Regions from separate parts of the Mus musculus genome. Here regions 2, 3 and 4 are each linked to region 1. Evidence: chromatin contacts called from public ChIA-PET and HiChIP or PLAC-seq data. All regions are on one chromosome and are shown on one strand. The core of a region is the stretch at or near the end of the contact, and the rest is flanking DNA. Distances in the headings are between cores, read along the strand shown. Region 1 holds the start of Xdh (xanthine dehydrogenase). Region 2 has its middle 60 kb from the start of Gm31235. Region 3 has its middle 42 kb from the start of Gm31235. Region 4 has its middle 8.3 kb from the start of Gm31235.

Region 1 (3,118 bases), core at 299-2,798:
TAGAACCAGAGGCTGACACTAAGCTATCCCCCCAGAAGAACTGTGGGTCACACATAAATCAACACCCGACCTTAGAGCAAGATATGACCTTCAGAACACTTTGAACCTGCCACTAGCTCACTGGGAAAAATTCATTTATGAGCATCCCAAAGATGATGATGTCTGTGTGTGCACAGTATTTCCAGGGAGCCAAGTTAACAGCTGTTTCCTCACCTCTGTGATGCAACCATTGGGCACAAAAGACATTTAAAAGATTGAGTTCAAAAGCCTTACTACCATCAGCTTAGGCATTTCACCCTAGCCCTTGTCTTGGTCCAAGCTTGCCCAACACACACACACACACACACACACAAAAGCAATATATCAGAGAGATTCAGGGATCCAGGGATGGGGCCACTCCCACTGAATCCACAGGCTTTACCGTACTGGTGTTGAAATGACTCCTAAAGTTTGCGTGCTAGTTAGCCAAGCAGATGCTGGCAGTCTAAGCCCTTAGGAATTCTTGAAATCACATGTCCATTCTTGCAAATTTCTTCAGAAATTACTCAGTCTCTTTAATCAACACAAAAGTGTCAAAATAAAAAAACAAGTAAAATTGTTTGGGGAGGGGGGGAAGCCTTTGGCCCACTCATGGTTTATGAAGTCCATGTGGCCAGTTACAGTGGGGGAAATGAGGGTTCTTCTCCTGTGACCTCAAGTGGGGAGCTGCAGTGCTGGGAGTACCTTGAAGGGAGGCCAACAACGCCAGAAACAATACACTTAGCTTGCTCCTTCTCTCCCTGCACCGAGTTGACCTTGCAAAGATTCTCAGGCTATCAGGGATTTTGTGGACCCCATACCACTTTACCTACATTCACAAGTGCCGTTTAAGGGGTTTGCAATATTTACATATAGAACTGAGAGATGGTGATGGAGGAGTCCTTTATGAAAATAATGACAATAATGGCTTGCCACAAGGTGTCAGTATATGTTGCCGCACAGTAAATCAGCTCTAGTTAAATCTATGTACAGGATCATATATCAGAACCAGTGGCTGTGTGTGTTTTATGTTCCGGCATTAGCATAAAAGTGCCCGCCTCCTGCTGTTTGTATTAAAGAGAGCCACTGAAACACTAGAAACAGAGAAGAAACACAGAAATAGGGAAGTGCTGTTGCCTCCTCCTCTCACCTAGACTCTGTTCCTTTTCCCACCTCTGAGCCAGTGTGTCCTCTAGCATAGAGTGGCCATCCCTCTCTCTTCCCTCCCCTTCCTCCTTTGCCCTCTGAGCGTCTTGCCTGTGTTCATCTTGCTCTAAAGTTACCAAACTACAGCAATATCTTTTGAGGGGTAAGATGAGACCAGAACACATCAAAGTGTCCACACAAGAGAAGTGACACAGGTCCCCTTTCAGACAGCAGAATCTCTAAACCAAAGGTCAACTGCCACTTACCTTTTTGCCATTCACAAAGAAGACCAACTCATCTACCGTTGTCCTCGTCATCGTGACGGCCGGAGTCCCCGAGCTGCTGCGAGGTGCTTGTAGATATCACTGCCTGCAACTTGAAAGATACGCCTCCCAGCAAAATGAAACAAAGTTAGCCAATGAGAAAGAAGCAGCTCCAGGCATGGACAGCTCTTGGCAAGAGTCACAGGTTTGCACAATCCAGGAAGGACCAGACAGCCAATCCACAGATCCTACTCTGTCCTCCTAGTCAAAGTGCACAGAGGAAAGTGCAGCCGTAGATTAAGGAAGCCTGCATCTTGGCACCAGATGACTGTGAATTCTGGGCACCTGCCCTTGTGAAACCTGCTTCATCCTCCTCCCACTTGCCATACCAGGAAGAGCAGGGAAGGAGCAGTTTGCCAGCCACTGAGGCTGATTCACTCTCTTCCCGTTCACACTTGTTATTTTCCCAAACCGGCTCACCCTGACACAGGCTCGCCACTGGCCTGCACAGCTCACTCTCTCAGGGCCTGGCAGAATGTGAAGGTCAGAGACACAGACCCTTATGTCCAGACTCAAACCCTGACCTTTGACTACAGCCTGTCACTTATCGCCTGCAGGACTCAGCTGTTTCTTCCTGGAAAAGGGACATCAGGATGACACCAAAAGCAGAAAGCTGAAAAGCAAAAGGTCTCTCGGGCGTGCCTTATAAACTTGCAGAGAATGGAAATAATCACTTTTGAACAGTCACAGGAACAATCCCAATAACAAATCATGTTCCAGAATTTCACAAAACTTGTCAAATTATCAGAGGAACTCATACACCAAAACATATTACAAGCACCAAGTAAATAAAATAAGCTAATACAACAACACCCACCACAGTCTGTTAATAGAGCTGAGAGCCCCCAGCTCCATCAAGGACCATTAGCTTCTGGTGTAAATGCCTATGCACAGCATCCACTCAGACAACACTCGTGGGCTCTCCTTGCTCCACCTCCCACCACTCCATTCCACCCATCTTCACATCAGCAGGCACTCTGTCCTTCCCCAGCCCTGCAGTCACTCAATCACTCAGCCAACCTACAGGGACACATGTGTCATCGTCCTGGAAGACCACAGAAAAGGAAGAAAAGTGCATGGTCAGATGAGCCTGGTGCAGCAACAACATTTTGGGAAACAGGACTCCTGGGACAGTCACATCATCAACACAACGCCCCTTTGCTGGCACAGCCCTGACGGAACCAAGAATGAACTTATTTGTCGGTCAATTGATATCCCAGTTTACCCTTAGACTTATGCACCAAATCCCTTCAAGTTTCTCGGTCCAGGATATTCTGGTCATCATAAAACAGTACTTGCTACCCGGAATCAAATTCCTTACGAAATGGGCAGTTTGGCTGTCTGGGGATGTTAGTGACATGCCTGGTAGGGCTGTTGTTGAAGATGATGATGATGATGATGATGATGATGATGATGATGATGATGATGATTATGATGCTTCTGAGACCAGGAAATGGAACTAACCATCCCAAGCCCAGGATAATCCTTCACAATAAAGAGTTGTCCAACCTAACATGTCAATCAAGTAGAGGCAGAGATGTGGTGACCTGGAAGGGAAAGGGTGGGGAGAGGGACTAAGGCTGAACCTAAGGTGTGTTTTGTTAACTCCCTGTTCCTCACACTCCTATGAT
Region 2 (3,118 bases), core at 278-2,777, 190 kb after region 1:
GCCAGGGTCTCTCACTGGCCAGGAAGGCTAGGCTGGTTAAATATTAAGCCGTATTTATTTTATTGTTTGTTTGTTTGGGGTGTGTGTGTGTGTGTGTGTGTGTGTGTGTGTGTATCTGTGTGTCATAATGTCCATGGGTAGGTCAGAGGCCCAACCCAGCTTTTATAAATGTGAGTTCTGGGCATTTAATTCATGTCCTTGTGTATGTTTCCAGCTAAGCTATCTTTCCAGCCCCACAAACCTGGTCACTCAATGTTTTTTCTTCTTTTTTTCCCAGAACTAAAGTAGCTTTTAGCAAAGGACAACGTTTTTAAAGTCCTCCTCTTACATCTGTGCCCCAGCTCTATCTCTGCCAACTACAAGGCTTTGGATTAGCAATCTAATCTCTCCTTATTTGTCAGATTGGCCACTTAGTAACTACTTCCCAAATCATAGTTTGCTGGAATTAAAAGCACTTAAACAAGCAAAGCATGTTGGTCTATGCCTCACCGACAGTAAGAACCTACATGGTAGATAGAATCATTGCTTTCCTATCACTCTTAAGAAGGGACATTTGAATGTCAAACATAAAGTGACTATAGAAAATCTGGTCGCAGGTAGTCCCCATTGATTCATGGCGGTGCCTGGTAGCAAAAGGATACAGGAGGGCATATATGGGAGGGAGGGCAGGAGTGAGGAGGACAGGAGAGAGAGAGAAACAGGCGGCCGGAAAGCTACAGCTAGAGATTTGGCAGTGACTAAGAAAATGTTTGTTTTCATTTTTTTGATGTTATGTTCTCAAGTCACCCAAAAGCATTTGGCTGTCGTTTTTTTATATTGTCCTGGTTGCTAGCTGCAGGGGTGGGACAGAGATAGCCCAAATTACACTAGCAAACAAATGCAACCAGGAAAGATAGTGCCTACCACACTAAAATGAATTCCTACCAGGGATTTTTTTTTCTATGCTTCTCTGCTTTAGTAAATGGAGCATAGAAAACAAGACTGAAATTTTAAGATTTTTATTTAAATGTACCTTCATGAGCTGCAAACCACATGTGTATGGGCACCCTTGAGACCAGAAGAGGGCTTGAAGCTTCTGGAATGGAGTTACAGGCAGTTGTGCTAGGAACTGAACCTGAGAGTCCTCTGCAAAGGCAGTGTGTGCTCTTAACTACTGAGCCTTTGCTCCAGCCCATAACTAAATTCTCAAAGTGTCTGTACATCTAACTGTAGCTGTGGCTTCTCACGTGGTAAACCAGTTCTCATCCCATGGGCCGGCACAGTTGTTTGTGAGATGACAGCAGTGTGGGCAGATGCTCTGTTGCCCTTGAACCTCCATAATGCTTTTTTATGACTCTGCTTTCAAAAAGAAAAATCCCATACCAGGTGTGGTGGTGAATGCCTATAGTCCCAGTGCTCAGGAGGCAGAGGCAGGTGGATCTTTGCAAGTTCGAGGCCAACCTGGTTTTCAAAGAGAGTTCCAAGACAGCCAGAGCTACACACACACACACACACACACACACACACACACACACACACATGCACACACACACAAACTGTCTCAGAAAACAAAGGAGGGGGAGGAGCAGGAGGAGCAGGAGCAAGTAAGGACTTCTTTTGTACATTTTCTTCATCTGGTTAAGTTTAGGAGAGATTTATTTGTTTTCTACTTTCTAAATAAAGTGAGCCCTGGGGGGCTGGTGAGATGGCTCAGTGGGTAAGAGCACCCGACTGCTCTTCCGAAGGTCTGGAGTTCAAATCCCAGCAACCACATGGTGGCTCACAACCATCCGTAACAAGATCTGGCGCCCTCTTCTGGAGTGTCTGAAGACAGCTACAGTGTACTTAGATATAATAAATAAATAAATCTTTAAAAAATAAAAATAAAAAAAAAAAATAAAGTGAGCCTTGTTTTGTCCCTGTACAGGGAGAAAATAACATTTTTAATCTCTCTCCAAGTACTAGTTTCTCTTACTTTCCTTCCCTTGGCTTTGACCTCTACCAAATTTTTGCAGATCATATCATTTCTGCTAGAGTTGGCTATTGTTTACTTTTATATTATGGCAAATTAATTGAATTTATGACATCAACTCTCCCCTTTTCTATACAGTTCTGTCCCTGGACCTGAGACTGTTGAATTCCTTCTGTGTAACAAGGGACACTGCATGCACATAGGGCACAGGCATATATGTAGGTAAAACATACACACACACATACTAATAATAAAATAATTTTCATTAAAAAATAAATAATTAAATGTTAGCATTAGTCAGGTGTTTCTCTAATCTCTCAATTACTTCATTTGCTTTAAGAAAATGGCCAAGGGGCTGAAGAGATGGCTCAGTAGTTAAGAGCACTGGCTGCATTTTCAGAGGACCTGGGTTTGATTCTCAACACCCACATAGCAGCTCAAAACTGTCTATAACAACAGTTGACTCCCTCTTCTGGTCTCCCCCAATGCCAGGCTTGCACATGGTGCACAAACATACATATGGTGCACAGACATACATACAGGCAAAATTTTCATTCACATAAGAAATAAAACAAATAAATAAATATTTTTAGAAAAGAAAAAGAGGACAGGTATGGTAGCATAGGCCTTTAATCCCACACTCAGGAAGCAGAGGGAGGAGGATCTCTGTGAGTTCAAGGCCAGTCTGGTCTGCATGGCAAATTCCAACACAGCCAGGACTACATAGAAAGACCCTGTCTCAAAACAAACGAAAGGAAAACCATAACCAGGTGTCTTAGGGTTTCTATGGCTGTGATGAAACACTGACCAAAAGCAACTTGAGAAAGAGGTCTGTTTCACTCACATTTCCATGTAAAGTTCATCATCAAAAAGTGAGGACAGGAACTCAAACAGGGCAGGAACCAGGAGGCAGGAGTTGATGCAGAAGCGGGCGGGGGGCGGGGGGGGGGCTGCTTACTGGCTTGCTCCTCATGGCTTACTCAGCCTTTTTTATAGAAACCAGAACCACCAGTCCAGGGATAGCACCACCCACAATGGGCTGGGCCCTCCCATATCAAACACTGATAAAGAAAGTGCCCTACAGGCTTGCCTATAGCCTGATTTTATGGAGGTATTTTATTAACTGAGGCTCCCTCCTAAAAGATGCTTTAGCTTGTGTCAAGTTGA
Region 3 (3,118 bases), core at 305-2,804, 170 kb after region 1:
CCTACTGTCTCTGCCAGCTGTTTGCTGCCTGCTGTGTGCTGCCTCTGCTATCACAGATTCTGACTCTCTGGAACCCTAAGCCCAAGCAAGCTTTATCTTCCATGAGTTGCTCTGACCATGGTGTTTTATGACAGCTACAGAGAAGTAACTAATAAAGGCAACATTTGATGAGAACTGTCTTCATCTGCATTCTATTGCTGTGAATACCATGACCACAGCAACTCTTCTAAAGGAAACCACTTCAATGGGACTGGCTTATAGTTCTAGAAGTTTAGCCCATTATCATCATGATAGGAAGCATGGTGGTGTACAGGCAGACATGGTGAAGGAGGAGGAACTGAAGAGTTCTATATCCGGATGGGCAGACAGCAGGAAATGAATGTCACACTAGACCAGGCTGGAACACCTGAGACCTCAAAGCCCAACCCCCAGTGACACACTTCTTCCAATAAGGCCACACCACCTAATAGTGCCACTTCCTCTGAGCCTATGGAGGCCATTTTCTTTCAAAATACCACAAGCACTGAGCAGCTATTATTACATATAAGACAAAGGGTGAGCAATAGTTTTCTATTTGGTCAGTTCCCTTCAAAGGAATTTACATGTATTATCTTGTGGCTGTCATGGCTTGGGAAGTTTCCTAGGATGCTGTCTGAAGGCTTCTAGGCATCCGATCTCTAGATTTGGGTTCTCTCCACTGTCATCACACATCCATACCACATGACATTCTAATGCATGAGGTCATCCCAAACAATGAGAAGCCCTCATAAGCCATTGTGGGAAAGAAGCATAAAGCCAGCATTTCAAAGTGGTGGTTGCTATATGCCAGACTGCTAAGGAAGGAGCCTAGCTGAGTCTGGACTCCCAGAGAAGCTGAGGCTGGAAATAAGCTGGAATTGATGAATAAGTCAGAGTGGGGGGAAAGAGTTAGCACACTGGAAAGGTTCAAACCAAAGTTATTGGAGCAAAGAACTCTACAAATAGGAACATAGATGGTGAGTGCTGAGAGCTGCAAGGGGTGTGGAGAAGAAAAAGCTGAGGGAGGGGAGGAGGCAGGAAACAGGAAAGAGTCAGCCTTTAGGGGGTCCTGGGGCCTTATCATTGGCTTGAATTTTATTATTCATTCATTCATTTATTTATTTGAGACAGGGTTTCTCTGTGTAGCCCTGGATGTCCTGGAACTCACTCTGTAGACCAGGCTGGCCTCAAACTCACAGAGATCTGCCTGCCTCTGCCTCCCAAGTGCTGGGATCAAAGGTGTGCACCACCACCACCCGGCTTGGACTTTATTTCAAGGGTAATAGGGAATTGCTGGGGGATTCTAAGCAAGAGTGTGAGATTAAACCAGTTTGCACCAGAGACACAGCCTCAGCAACAAGGCTACAAGAACAGTCTCACAGATTCAGGTAAGAAATAATGAGGCTCTGAAACAGGACAGTAGAGATCAGATAGAAAGGAAGTCAGTTTCAAGATGGCAGCATGATGTAACATAGCATGAGTCACTAGCAAGACACCTAACAGACATTTGCAGAACACGGCATGTTCTACAAAAAGCAGAGAGAGGATGGCTACTTCAGCAGTCACTAACCATGTCTTCCCATGAGAACAAGCTTTAAAAGAGCATGTCTCAGCAATTTGGGGGACATTCTCATTAGCATATTGCAAAAGAAGCCATGCTCCATTACCTAAGTGAATAACTTCCTTTTCTTGTGGCTTGGTTGAGTTGCAACTGATACAGTAAAAAAATGTCCTTAATTAAGGAATCCAACTTGATGAATGCAGATTCATGTATAGACTGGCATCACAATTTATTCCCCTCCTAAGGAATCTTTCCACCATATTATTTTATTTTATTTCTGCAATGTAAACAAGAGTTGTTTTCTTAGAAATCTTAAAACACACAATATAGTATTAATTACTGCAGGTCCTGTGGCATATATATGATAACTTTCATCTGCTGTAACTCAAACTTTGTAGCCTTTTACTAAGACTAAACTTCTGTCTATCCCTCCCACAAGCCAATACACAACAGCCAATACACTCTCTCACACATACCCACATACACTTACACACATGTGAATGTTCATATGCCCCACACCCACACACATGTGAATGTACGTATATACATATGCACACTTGTATACCATACACATACAAAAATAATAAAGTAAGATAGGTTTGACCGTGTCTTCCTTCCAACCCTCTATTAAACCTTTTTTCTAATTTAGAAACAGACAGTATAACTCATGTCATCCTCTGTGGGGCTGGAGATATGGACAGCTCAGGGGTTAAGGTGCCCTTTCTCAGGGCCTGGGCTCCATTCCTGGTACCCACATGATGGATGGTTCACAGCTGCCTGTTGCAGGGGATCTGATGCTTTCCCTCAAGTTGTTGAAGAGAGGTGTCCTAGAGAGCTTCGGATGTTACAGAACATCACCATCGCTCTTGTTTATCCACCAGTACATGGCGGTGATGCCCATTGCCACCATGCACATTGGTCATAGGATATGGAGAATTCAAACTGCTACAGGCTTGCTAAGCCTCTCCTCAGCTTTCACAGTACCAGAAGGTGCTATGTAGGCTTCTGTGAGGGGTGGGGGGCACATTTATCAACAGTCTTACCCAGCTGTGAACTCTGTGAGCTGCAATAATGACCAGCATGGCAAGATACACCCATGGGTACAATTGTGGTACCTGTGTTATGGAGATAACATACCACTTTCGGATAGGATTCAAGGCCCACTCACAAGGAAACAAATACCTGGTGCTATAAATCTAGCCAAGAGCTCATGGCTGGGAGCCCGTAGATAAGCCCCAAGAATGATCCTGCTTCCATTATCCTGTTAACAGACATGTTACCAAATTGACCTCTAAATTTATATTGTTCTACCCATAGACCAATTTAGCTCCCAAACCTCATCATAGAAATTTCTCTGTGGAGTAACCAGTGGTTAACACCAAAACTCACAACTATCAAAGAGCAGAGAATAAGTACCACAACATGCGTGTATGAATATATGTACCTATATACTATATAACTACCTGTTATATAACACCACACTATCTGCACACATATGCACATAACATAGTTGTGGGAAGAGATGTTTAGTATCTAGGG
Region 4 (3,118 bases), core at 236-2,735, 140 kb after region 1:
TCACTGGGAGGACAGGCCCCTTGGTATTGCAGACTTTATATGCCCCAGTACAGGGGAACACCAGGGCCAAGAAGTGGGAGTGGGTGGATAGGGGAGCAGGGTGGGGGGAGGGTATAGGGAACTTTCGGGATAGCATTTGAAATGTATATGAAGAAAATGTCTAATAAAAAAATTTTTTTAAAGTTACTGAGTGCAATTGTTTTTTAATTGGGCAAGTTTGGAGTCTACCATGCCTGAACTTGATATATAATCAAACACTATGCAATTATATACTTGCATGGCCTTCCCTTCCCCAAGGTCACTCTCTAGATTAGAACAAAAAGCATTTCTCATTTGTCTTCTAAGTCACCTGGAGAGTCGGACCTCTTCTGCTTGGGTCCCTGTGAGTTCCCCTGAAGCCATACATATCTAGGTTGAGTGTTTGCATTGCCTAAGACTCTACCTAGCTCTTCTCTACCTATTCAATCTCTAACATTGGTGACCCCAAAGTGGCACTCCCTGAAAACCATTTCCAGTGTCCGTACTCTTTCCTGTTAGTCAGCTAATAAATCTCCCTTACAGCCTTTTCCAAGTCTCCATGGGCCCTGTGACTCACCCCTCAAGGACTCTCTCAGGGTTGGTTGTCCTCAAAAAACAATCCGCTGGCTTCCTTGCCCCCTCACTGGGATTGTTCTCTCATCTGTACTGCCACCATAACCTGGCCTGTGCCAGCAGCAGAGTAAGTCCTTGCAGGATGCCTCAGACACAGGAATACACAAATGTCCTTCTTCAACCCCAGGGAAAAGCAGGTCCCTGGAGAGAGCAGAGGCCAGGAGTTACTCTTTTAGACTGCAAGGTAAGTCTTGTCCAAGCAAGGAGTGGGATCACATTGTAAATCATCATTCAGCCATGGTTTCAAAAGGTGAAGATCTCCCAAAAGCAGATCCTCAGAAGTGAGAGAACAAGCAGAGGGCTGGGAAAAAACTGACCAGGTGATTCTTCAAAAAGAAAGGACTCAAGACAGAAGTGGTCATCAGAAGCCATCAAAGTGCTTTCATTATGGGCCACGTGGTTAGAGATTCTCTGTATGTTCTCTAAAGCTCAAAGCTGAGTCCAGATGACATGTGGTAAACACTAGGGATGGATGAGATGAGGAAGACAGAAGTCCCTGCCCTTAGCTTCTGGTCCTGCAACTGAGATAGAAATAAAGGTATGAAGAATATAAAGCAAGGTAATATTTAGCAAGCGTTATGATAGAGAGCAAGGCCAGCGCTGGGACCTCTTGGGGTAAGGGCAGTCTTCTCTGAGGGGAAGTGCAAAGAAGATAGACTTTGAATCTGGATCAGAGATGGAATAGAATGTGATTAAAGCAAAGATGATAGATTTGGAGAGCACTCCCAACAAGAGAGCTTAAAGAAAATCCGTGCATGCTCCCAGAACACTGAGGACAGATAATCAAGTTCACATTCTCTCTGGTGTCCTGGGGTCAGCTGGGCACAAATCATGACCTGAAGATGACTGCCTATGTTTACTAAGTCAAAGATAACAGTCTTCTCTGCAGTGAGTTCCCACTGTCCAGTGAGTCATTTGTCATATGCGATCACCTAGCCACATTCCTTTTGTCTCTGCCTAGAGTATTAATGATTACAAGGTAAGTTCTTCGCAGACAGGTATTAAAACAATTTAAAGAGAAACTAGATAGAGGAAAAACAAAACCCAACTTATCTGCAGGATCCTCTGACTCATGAACATTTGCTTGGATGTTTTTTTCTTAGTCATTCTTGTATGCAAGAAAAGTTAAGCAAGAGACAAGAGGCCAGTGGCAAAGTCTGAGGTCTTGGCAGGACTCACAGGCTATAGCTGTGCAGGAAATGATGACCAAGGAGCACATTGCTCTGCCAGCTCCTACAGCCTCTGGAAGCCACCCAGCAGGAGGAGCTCTGTGCTGGAGTCATGCATGCCGCTTGCTGAACTGTGGTTTCTAACCCTAGTCAGGTGACTATAGCATGTAGTTTTTTGCTACCCCACTTTAAGGTCCAGGCAGTCTGTGCTACCACCCCATCCAGGTTCCTTTGGATCCGTGGATGAAACACATACACACATAAGCCGGGCATGGTGGCACATGCCTTTGATCCTAGCACTCTGGAGGCAGAGGCAGGTGGATTTCTGAGTTTGAGGTCAGCCTGGTCTACAAAAGTGAGTTCCAGAACAGCCAGGGCTATACAGAAAAACCCTGTCCCAAAAAAAAAAGAAAAAAAGAAAAAGAAAGAAAGAAAGAAAGAAAGAAAGAAACAAACAAACAAACATTAACTTATTTTCAACCTGCTTTATTGGCTCAATTGTTGGGCACTTCTAATCTCCTGCACTAGTGTGCCCTTTCCAATACTCTTAGTTTAGCACCTCTTAATCTGCCCTCATTTCAGTTGCTTAGTTACCAGCTCAACACCCTAAATCTGTCCTCAGCTCAGTTATGTTTCTAATCTCCCACCTGGAGGAGCAGTCTATAGCCACTTTGCCCCAAATCTCACATTGCTGGTCACCTTTTCTCCCTCCGAAGTGTGGTGAAAACTCCTTCTCCTGTCCACATCTGCTAGCCTGTCTGTGGGAAAACTGGAAGTCCCACCTATTCCGCCTAGCTCATAGCCACTAGCATCTTTATTGATCGATCAAGAACCAATTGGGAAACAGGACTTTAGCATCAGAACCAACCCCTCCAGGTGATGGCCAGCATAACTTGAAAGGAAGTACCAGAAAATGACATGGGATCCCATCCTTGGTCCCCATCCACAACAACTCTCTCTCTAACTTCCTGAAAGTCACTTCCTGACTCTCAGCCTTCATTTCCTCCTTCCCCCAAATAAAATGCTTCACTGATCTCAAAGCCAATATAAAGATCAATACTTCAGTGTCAACCAAAACATGTTCCATTAAATCTGATCTATGTTCCCTTTTAACAGATGACTTGAGAGAACTTACTTAACCTGTCTTTGAGCCCTGTCTTAGTTAAGGTTTCCATTGCTTCAAAGAGACACCATGACCAAGGCAATTCTTATAAAGGACAACATTTAACTGGGCTGGCTTACAGGTTTCAGAGGTTCAGTTCATTATCATCATAGCAGGAAGCATGGCAGTGTACAGG

Evidence for each region. ChIA-PET counts read pairs in DNA pulled down with a chosen protein or histone mark. HiChIP or PLAC-seq counts read pairs in DNA pulled down with a chosen protein or histone mark.
Region 2: a contact with region 1 is called in an RNA polymerase II ChIA-PET map of effector CD8 T cells, with 8 read pairs. The contact joins the enhancer-like site here to the promoter of Xdh in region 1. A contact is called at or near these places in 4 of 39 promoter capture datasets (the C10 cell line, hippocampal neurons and liver), 2 of 15 datasets of contacts at CTCF or cohesin (the NIH/3T3 cell line and pro-B cells), 2 of 484 Hi-C or Micro-C datasets (bone marrow-derived macrophages and liver), 8 of 115 datasets of contacts at active chromatin or transcription factors (the NIH/3T3 cell line, bone marrow-derived macrophages, craniofacial prominence and 4 more) and 1 of 9 other capture datasets (adipose tissue).
Region 3: a contact with region 1 is called in an H3K4me3 HiChIP or PLAC-seq map of bone marrow-derived macrophages, with 4 times the contacts expected there. The contact joins the enhancer-like site here to the promoter of Xdh in region 1. A contact is called at or near these places in 6 of 39 promoter capture datasets (the C10 cell line, hippocampal neurons, liver and 1 more), 1 of 15 datasets of contacts at CTCF or cohesin (pro-B cells), 3 of 484 Hi-C or Micro-C datasets (large pre-B cells, liver and peritoneal macrophages), 3 of 115 datasets of contacts at active chromatin or transcription factors (bone marrow-derived macrophages and vascular smooth muscle cells) and 2 of 9 other capture datasets (adipose tissue and macrophages).
Region 4: an HNF4G HiChIP or PLAC-seq map of pancreatic cancer cells shows a contact between it and region 1. The contact joins the enhancer-like site here to the promoter of Xdh in region 1. A contact is called at or near these places in 1 of 39 promoter capture datasets (liver), 1 of 15 datasets of contacts at CTCF or cohesin (the NIH/3T3 cell line), 1 of 484 Hi-C or Micro-C datasets (liver) and 2 of 115 datasets of contacts at active chromatin or transcription factors (bone marrow-derived macrophages and pancreatic cancer cells).

What each region holds. Positions count from the first base shown.
Region 1 is chr17:73,948,648-73,951,765 of GRCm38.p6, forward strand. It overlaps Xdh (xanthine dehydrogenase), which reads right to left and starts at 1,549. Exons shown (of 36, transcript NM_011723.3): 1 at 1,431-1,549. The coding sequence starts at 1,481.
Region 2 is chr17:74,139,149-74,142,266 of GRCm38.p6, forward strand. No RefSeq gene overlaps it. Among named protein-coding and RNA genes, the nearest start is that of Gm31235, 60 kb to the left of the region's middle. Within about 2 kb of position 1,528, at least 6 of the 459 cell types and tissues checked have an H3K27ac peak or open chromatin away from gene starts, as enhancers often do. A contact at or near this core is called in effector CD8 T cells and memory CD8 T cells, where this site is marked.
Region 3 is chr17:74,121,572-74,124,689 of GRCm38.p6, forward strand. No RefSeq gene overlaps it. Among named protein-coding and RNA genes, the nearest start is that of Gm31235, 42 kb to the left of the region's middle. Within about 2 kb of position 1,555, at least 9 of the 459 cell types and tissues checked have an H3K27ac peak or open chromatin away from gene starts, as enhancers often do. A contact at or near this core is called in bone marrow-derived macrophages, where this site is marked.
Region 4 is chr17:74,087,601-74,090,718 of GRCm38.p6, forward strand. No RefSeq gene overlaps it. Among named protein-coding and RNA genes, the nearest start is that of Gm31235, 8.3 kb to the left of the region's middle. Within about 2 kb of position 1,486, at least 58 of the 459 cell types and tissues checked have an H3K27ac peak or open chromatin away from gene starts, as enhancers often do. A contact at or near this core is called in the NIH/3T3 cell line, bone marrow-derived macrophages, liver and 1 more, where this site is marked.